2 separate regions of the Mus musculus genome follow, and region 1 is linked to region 2. A link is a contact called in public HiChIP or PLAC-seq data. All regions are on one chromosome and are shown on one strand. Each heading gives the region's core, a stretch centred on a gene start, on an enhancer-like site or on the middle of the called end of the contact. The rest is flanking DNA. Distances are from core to core; before and after follow the strand shown. Region 1 holds the start of Polr2k (polymerase (RNA) II (DNA directed) polypeptide K). Region 2 overlaps Nipal2 (NIPA-like domain containing 2).

What was found. HiChIP or PLAC-seq counts read pairs in DNA pulled down with a chosen protein or histone mark.
Region 1: an H3K4me3 HiChIP or PLAC-seq map of embryonic limb bud shows a contact between it and region 2, with 7 times the contacts expected there. The contact joins the promoter of Polr2k here to the enhancer-like site in region 2. A contact is called at or near these places in 9 of 39 promoter capture datasets (the C10 cell line, the HPC-7 cell line, cranial neural crest and 6 more), 1 of 115 datasets of contacts at active chromatin or transcription factors (embryonic limb bud) and 1 of 9 other capture datasets (liver).

What each region holds. Positions count from the first base shown.
Region 1 is chr15:36,172,067-36,175,814 of GRCm38.p6, reverse strand. It overlaps Polr2k (polymerase (RNA) II (DNA directed) polypeptide K), which reads right to left and starts at 1,805. Exons shown (of 4, transcript NM_023127.3): 1 at 1,734-1,805; 2 at 759-828; 3 at 339-431. The coding sequence starts at 819.
Region 2 is chr15:34,581,730-34,585,188 of GRCm38.p6, reverse strand. Nipal2 (NIPA-like domain containing 2) reads left to right here. Exons shown (of 11, transcript NM_145469.5): 7 at 424-559; 8 at 2,380-2,468. Among named protein-coding and RNA genes, the nearest start is that of Gm22208, 52 kb to the right of the region's middle. Within about 2 kb of position 1,863, at least 12 of the 459 cell types and tissues checked have an H3K27ac peak or open chromatin away from gene starts, as enhancers often do. A contact at or near this core is called in embryonic limb bud, where this site is marked.

The DNA of each region.
Region 1 (3,748 bases), core at 556-3,055, 1.6 Mb before region 2:
TCCGTTTCTCTAGCCCCCATTTGGTTCTTTGAGACTGGGTCTCACTAAGTAGCTCTAGCTGGTCTGGAATACTAAACATAGACCAAGCTGGCCTTGAATTCACCGGGCCCCGCCGCCCAAGTTTTGGGAAAAATAAATCCTATTAAAATAATTAATCTGGGTGTACCTCCTGTGGAGTCTCCACTCTCTCAGCTCTCATTCTTAATAAGTCCACATGCACTCTACTTAAAAAATAGATAATCCAAAAGTTATTACTACTTTTATCGGGTCTTAGTCTTTATCAGTCCAAGTATTAGTCACTTCCTCTGCACATTTAGAACATGTGCTTGAAAGGATACATCTTTTAGTCCTTTTCTTGTACATTATTCTGTATCCACATTCTCTGCATCTGATGGGATCCCTGGACTTTATCTCATTTTCGGTGTGACACTCTGGGAAAGAAAGCACATTTATTCAATGCTTGAAAGAGAAACACTATGGGGGAAGCAAATGATAACTACAGATTTCAACTGGAGCAAACCAAAAGGCACCAAAGCATCCAAGTGCCCGATTATTGCCAAAACAGACCAAGGAGAAAGAAGGGCTGTAGGCAGTACACCTTTTCCAGATAAAAGGAAGAGATCTTAATAAGGGAGGGGGATTTTACATTAACAATCGCTAAAGTGCTCCACGTTATAATTTTACTCATGTAAGAGAGGATTTTTGGGTGGTGGTTGTTTTTTTAAGTAAAGCATTATTTAAATGAATGTCAATTTTACCTCCACAAATATATATCATTGGCTGCTGCTTTGGTGGTTGAACATCTTTCTGAGCGTCCATTGTTAGTGCCTGAAATCAGAGACAAAGACTGAGTATCAGGGTCTTCGCACAAAACATGCCTCTTTTTTTTTTTTCTCAGACGCAATACAAGGTTCTTATTTTCCGGCCTTAGAGAAAAACGCAATAGAATGTTTGCCTAGCATGCAGAGGCCCAAGGATAAATACCCAGTATTACAGATGGGGAAACAAAAAAAAAAAAAAAAAAAAAAAAAGGAAAAGTCGCAATTCTTTATCTATACCTATAGTTCCCCCAAACTGTGGTGTGGGCTGGGTCTTAAGAATAAAACACATTTTCGCCGGGCGGTGGTGGCACACGCCTTTAATCCCAGCACTTGGGAGGCAGAGGCAGACGGATTTCTGAGTTCCAGGCCAGCCTGGTCTACAAATCGAGTTCCAGGACAGCCAGGGCTACACAAAGAAACCCTGTCTCGAAACAAAACAAAACAAAACAAAACAAAACAAAACAAAACCCACAATTTCAATAATAATAAACACCAGGGGGAATGTTTATTACAGTCTTCACGATCCTAGAGTGTATTACTCTTTACACAAGAGTAATACACTAATAGGCTAAGGAGAGGTTTGTTTGCCCAATCTCACTCCTCAAAGGAATTCAGATCTGACCTAGGAGCAATAGCTCCATCAAAGCTTGTCTCGAGACTAACTCCACCGGGGATCTTTATTTACGCGCTTGGTTCTTTGAAAAGACTTTGAGAGTCTTCACTTTGTAACCTAAGCCAGGCTCAAAGTCAAGGCGCTGGTTGAAGGCGGAATTCTCCTACCTCTGCTTCCAAGCGCTCAAATGGCAGGAGTGTGCTACCTCTCCCGGCTGCCCACAAAGATTTTAAAGCCAAGTGTCTCTCCTGGTTTTGCCACAAATTTACTTCCAAAATCATCAGCCGGAGACTCCCTACCTCCACAGCTGGAAGAAGCGTCCCTTCTCTGAGCACGCAAAAGCTTTTTCCGGCGCTGCCTCGCCAACTTCCGGCGCCGATTTATGACGAAACGAAGCCCCGCCCCCTCTCCCTCGCAGTGCGGGGGGACTGGCGCTTCTGTTTCTGAGGCAGGTTACAGCGTTTTTCTCCTACCTGCTTCCTGTGGGGTTTTGTTTTGTTTTTATTTGCCCTTCTCTCTGGGGTAGCAAAACATCTCCACAGCTCGGCATTCGAAGGTTTGTGCTTGTGTAATGGCAGATACAGGAGGAACCCAAGACAGGCAATGCTGGAGTCTTAACCGACCCGATGCTTAGGCGAACACCAGCAGGCTACCCTACCAATACTTCACGATTTGACACTTCGCACATGGCGGTTTTCAAATTGTTCAATGCCCGTGTGGGTTTTTTGTTTGCTTGTTTGTTTGTTTTCAATTTCCAGTTCTCTCCTAGTTTCCTGTCACCTCTCTTTTTTATGTTGGGGAGTGGAAAGAGAGGGAAAGGGGAAGCCCAGGCTGAGACTGCTCTTAAACCCGTACAATCCTCTGTCTTCGCCGCCTCAATGCTGAGATTAATCGCGCAAATCACAACGCCTGCCATCTCCCTCCCTTTTTGAAGCCAAGGCTTTCTTACGGCAGCTCCATCAATTACTTCGACTAGTTGGTGGCTTTAGCTTTTCTCTTAGTACTCTCCTTCCTGTGTTTGACCAGTTCAGTAGAGTACAGGTGTGTGTTCTCACACATCAAAATTGGAACTCAGTAAAACACATCTGTTGGGTTCAGGACGTTTACATTCAATTATTTCACACCAGTCGTTTATTTTAATAATAGGATGGATAACCTGAAGGGATTCAAGTAAAAACAGTTGTTAACTATTAAAGAGATGGCTTCTCTCCCAGTGGGCACTCTGGTAACTTAGTAAACTACTCTCCATTCTCCATCCATCAAGAAGAACTTTGAGCTTTGTCTTTCATTTCTAGTTCAAACCTTTGATATTCACAGACCATCTTGAGAAATTCCAGTCTTCCTAGATGACAATTAAATTTGTTTTTTTAGAATTGCTGGCTTAATAAGCAGTAATTTATTACTTAAGCAGTAATAAAATGCTTGTTTAGCATGCATGAGCTCACAGTGATAATTTCTTTCAGAAGGAAATCAGAAAAACAGTACTTTCCAGCTTCTTCCTCTACATCCAGACTAACAGCATATTTTGACCAGCAGCCATGTTTCAAAGTACCCCTTCTCCTCAACAAGCAGGAAGAGGAAAACAAGTGTGCACACTAAACATCTGTACAATGACACTAGGTTAAGCCCATGGGTATTGTAAGAGGACTTCATACTGCAAGCAGATTTGAAGATTTACTGTGATTTGAGTTATGTGTGGATGCCAGTTGAGATCAGAAGAGATAGTTGGACCCCCCCTCCCAAACTGGAACTACAGACTGTTATAAGCTGTCATACCTAGATGTTGAAAACTGAACCTGTCCTCTGCAAGAACAGCAAGTGCTCTTAAATGCTGAGCTGCCTCTCAAGCTCTTGCTTTTTGTTTTTTGTTTTTTCTTTTTTTTTTTTTTCCATTTTTTATTAGGTATTTAGCTCATTTACATTTCCAATGCTATACCAAAAGACCCCCTTACCCACCCACCCCCACTCCCCTACCCACCCACTCCCCCCCTTTGGCCCTGGCGTTCCCCTGTACCGGGGCACACAAAGTCTGCGTGTCCAATGGGCCTCTCTTTCCAGTGATGGCCGACTAGGCCATCTTTTGATACATATGCAGCTAGAGTCAAGAGCTCAGGGGTACTGGTTAGTTCATAATGTTGTTCCACCTATAGGGTTGAAGATCCCTTTAGCTCCTTGGGTACTTTCTCTAGCTCCTCCATTGGGAGCCCTGTGATCCATCCATTAGCTGACTGTGAGCATCCACTTCTGTGTTTGCTAGGCCCCGGCATAGTCTCACAAGAGACAGCTACATCTGGGTCCTTTCAGTAAAATCTTG
Region 2 (3,459 bases), core at 614-3,113:
GGGGTATTCAGGAAGTCGCTTCATGTCCTGTCTCCTTGTCTATTTATCTTTGAACTTTTCCATCTTTTGTCACTTTCCCTTTAAAGCTGCATTAGCACTCTGACCTCTTTCTTGCCTTCATTGCTTATGCCTTTTCCACCTACTAGTGATGACCGTCTCCATGGTATCCTTCCACAGGCAGGGCTTGAAGTGAGTACCTTGCTCCAGAAGATGAAGGCACCGGGTTCCATAGCAAACCCAGCAGAACTCTATGCGTGTGTGTGTGTGTGTGTGTGTGTGTGTGTGTGTGTGTGTGTGTCCCTGTACCCTCACAAACATTGTTCTGAAACCCTAACTGGCACATTTGTTACTCCAGCAAGCAAACTTAAGATATATATCTGTGTCTTCTGTCTCAGATGTGTATTTTGTGTTTTTATCTTCTAGCCTCATTGACTGTGATTTCTGTGAAGGCTGTCTCAGGCATGATCACTCTTTCTGTGACGGGTAAAATGCAGCTAACTTATGCCATCTTCTACATCATGCTTGTCATCATGATAGCCTCTTGCGTTTTCCAAGTCAAGTAAGTCAGTGTCTATAAATTCCATGGCCTTTCAGACTTCCTGTGATTCTCTGTGCACTGGCTTAGAAAATAATCGAGCTGAAATACAATGGGTCTCCCAAGCTGTAGGACGACCAGCTCGTCCAGACCCAGCATTACTTTCTTCTTCCTTCCAGTCATTAATTTGTACTGAGCACTGCCTTTGTGTCTTATACATTCTAAGTGCGGCAGTGATCCAGCTAAGTGTGCTTGATGCTTCCCTGATGCTCCTCTGCTTGTAATTAATACCCATCTTACACAGGTTGTCATTAGCAATAAATCAAAGGGGCAGGTCCACATCCATGGTTCCACTCTAAATATAGAAATGCATGGACCCCTCCCCTCCGTCTCTTAGCTCATGCTCATTAATTACCTAGAGATGGACAAAACCAGACATTTGGCCTGGAGGAAAACCCTTTCCGCGGAACTTTGTATCTTTGGCCAGAGTTTCCTTCATACCCATGGGATTTCAGAATGATTGTTTCATGTTTCTCTTGGGCCCTAATACTAGTGACATGAAACCTTTTTAATTCCTGTACCCCCTCCCCTCCATCTGCTTCAGTCACTCTCCCTACTTGCATGTTGTGATTGAATCTCTGCCTGCTAGGCTCTTAAGAGTGAGCCACAGAGTTCATCCCAAAATGCTATGCAGAAGCATCATCCCTGTGCCCAGAAGGTGCCAGAGCTCAAGCTGCTAATGAGGAGGGCTGGTCCTACAGATGGCAGCGAGCTCTAAGTCTTGTGGGTTGTGAGGCCTGGGTCACTTCCTAAGCCTGAGCATGTTTATCATACTTGAATATTGCTATTCTGCCTTCTGAATCAGCGGTACCACAACAGCGCCTGTGGGGTTTAGTTATTAGTCTCATTATCCTTATACCACAGTTCATCAATTTAAAGGTAGACACAGCTGAAGGAAGACTGCATCCTATCAACCTTATTTAACTCTCTCCACCATCACAAAGTAAAAATGTAGTCTTCCACCTTAATTCCCATTAAAATTGCTGAGGAGGTTCGTTTAGACAAGTGTATTCACACACACACACACACACACACACACACGCACGCACGCACGCACGCACACGCACGCACGCACGCACGCACGCACCCCAGCACATGCACACACACTAGCTTTATCCACAAACCTCTTTTTTTTTTTTTCAGTTATTCTAGCCATCTGTAGCTCCTTGCTGGATCACAAGTCATCGAGTCACTTGCCCCACCTAACATCAGAGCTTTTGAAACCTCCCAGGTGATGCCCACGCAAAGCACTGCTTTGTCTCTGCTGGAGCTGCATTCCCACACAGCCAGTGTGGGGACATGAGTTCCTGATGGTGGCCGCAGCCCCCACATGTGCTCTGCAGCTGGAGCAGCGAGGGTTGCTTTTGAAATGTTAAACATTCTTTTGCTTCTCCATCTCCTTTCTTGGCATGTGGCATGTTAGTGGATGGCTATATGTTCCCAGATATGATATTTAACAGATTCTCGCATCTATCTTAATGAATCAACCCCAGTGTGATACTGGTCCAGCAGCTTGAATCACTTCCAACTCAAACTTCTGTGGCCTTACAATATGATTAATTGCTTTTCATTGTTACTGCTGTTGGTTTAAACAGACCATAAAAGCTGACATCTGATCTCATGCATCAGATGTGTCTAAGCTATGACTGCTGACTGGAGTGCCCTCTCACTACACTTCCTGTCCCTTTGTAGTTGTAGCTGCAGAGCATACATTTCTTGAAGTTATTGTTAGCTATTGCTGAGCGCTGCTAACCCAGAGCTTTGGTAAATGCCATCTTCCATAGGTTCCTGAATCAAGCCACAGAACTCTACACAATGACCACAGTGGTGCCAGTCAACCATGTTTTCTTTACAACCAGCGCCATCATCGCAGGTGAGTTCTGGCTTTCCACATTCCACCACAAGTACAAGATGATCTCAGAGTCAAAGAAGGGAACAAGGAAGCTTTGGGAGCCTATGTCCCCAACCTGCAGCCAGCATCTGACTTCCTCCATACTCCTCTCCTTTGTGTGAATGCTCCCTGGTATTCTCTGCTTCCTGAGGCAGCTCAATGCTGTTTGGAATGACTCTCATTAAACGAATGTTCTAATGACATTGGCGTTCAAATGAGTTTCCTTATGAGTTCAAGATACTCACTGTGTTCTGCTTTCTCGGGTCTTCTGCTTGCAGCTCCTTCTATTCAAAGTGACTGAAAATTCCTTTTAAGTCTTGCCTCCAGGCCAAACACCCCCAATTCTCTAAACTCATCCCTCTGTGCCCCTCATCACTTTAATGAAAGAATGGGGTCCCTGCCCTAGTTTACCATTGCGAGGAAGGCATGACAAACTTGTGCATTTGCTATGTCCTCTCTTACAGCTCTTATATTTTAATGAATACTTTTTACATTGCAGAGATAGTAATGTTACAAAGAACAAACTTAAAATTTGGTCCAAATCAAAATATAATAGATTCAACTAAATCATTTATAAGTTTGATAATGATAGGTCCTGGCTCAGTAGCTTATTGATGTATTTGCCATTTTCTCATCAGGCTACTGATATACAGTCAGCCTCCTGCCTCTGCATCCCCTGTGCTGGGATCACAGATGTGTGCTACCAGGCCCAGCCCAGTGAACAGCTTCTTGAAATAATTTATACAACCTCTGTTTCCCAAATAAATATTGAATCTTGAAGAAATGCTTTTAAAAAAGATTATATCCCAAGGCATCTTTTTTTTTTTAAGTGTCTAGTGCTTTCTGGGAACAGTCGGTGAGAAAATACTGTGTGTTGGTACATCCTAGAATTATCTGAAAGTTAAAATAAACAAAAAGTTACAGGCATGGCATACAGTTTAATAATCAATATACAGAAAAATATAAAAAAAAA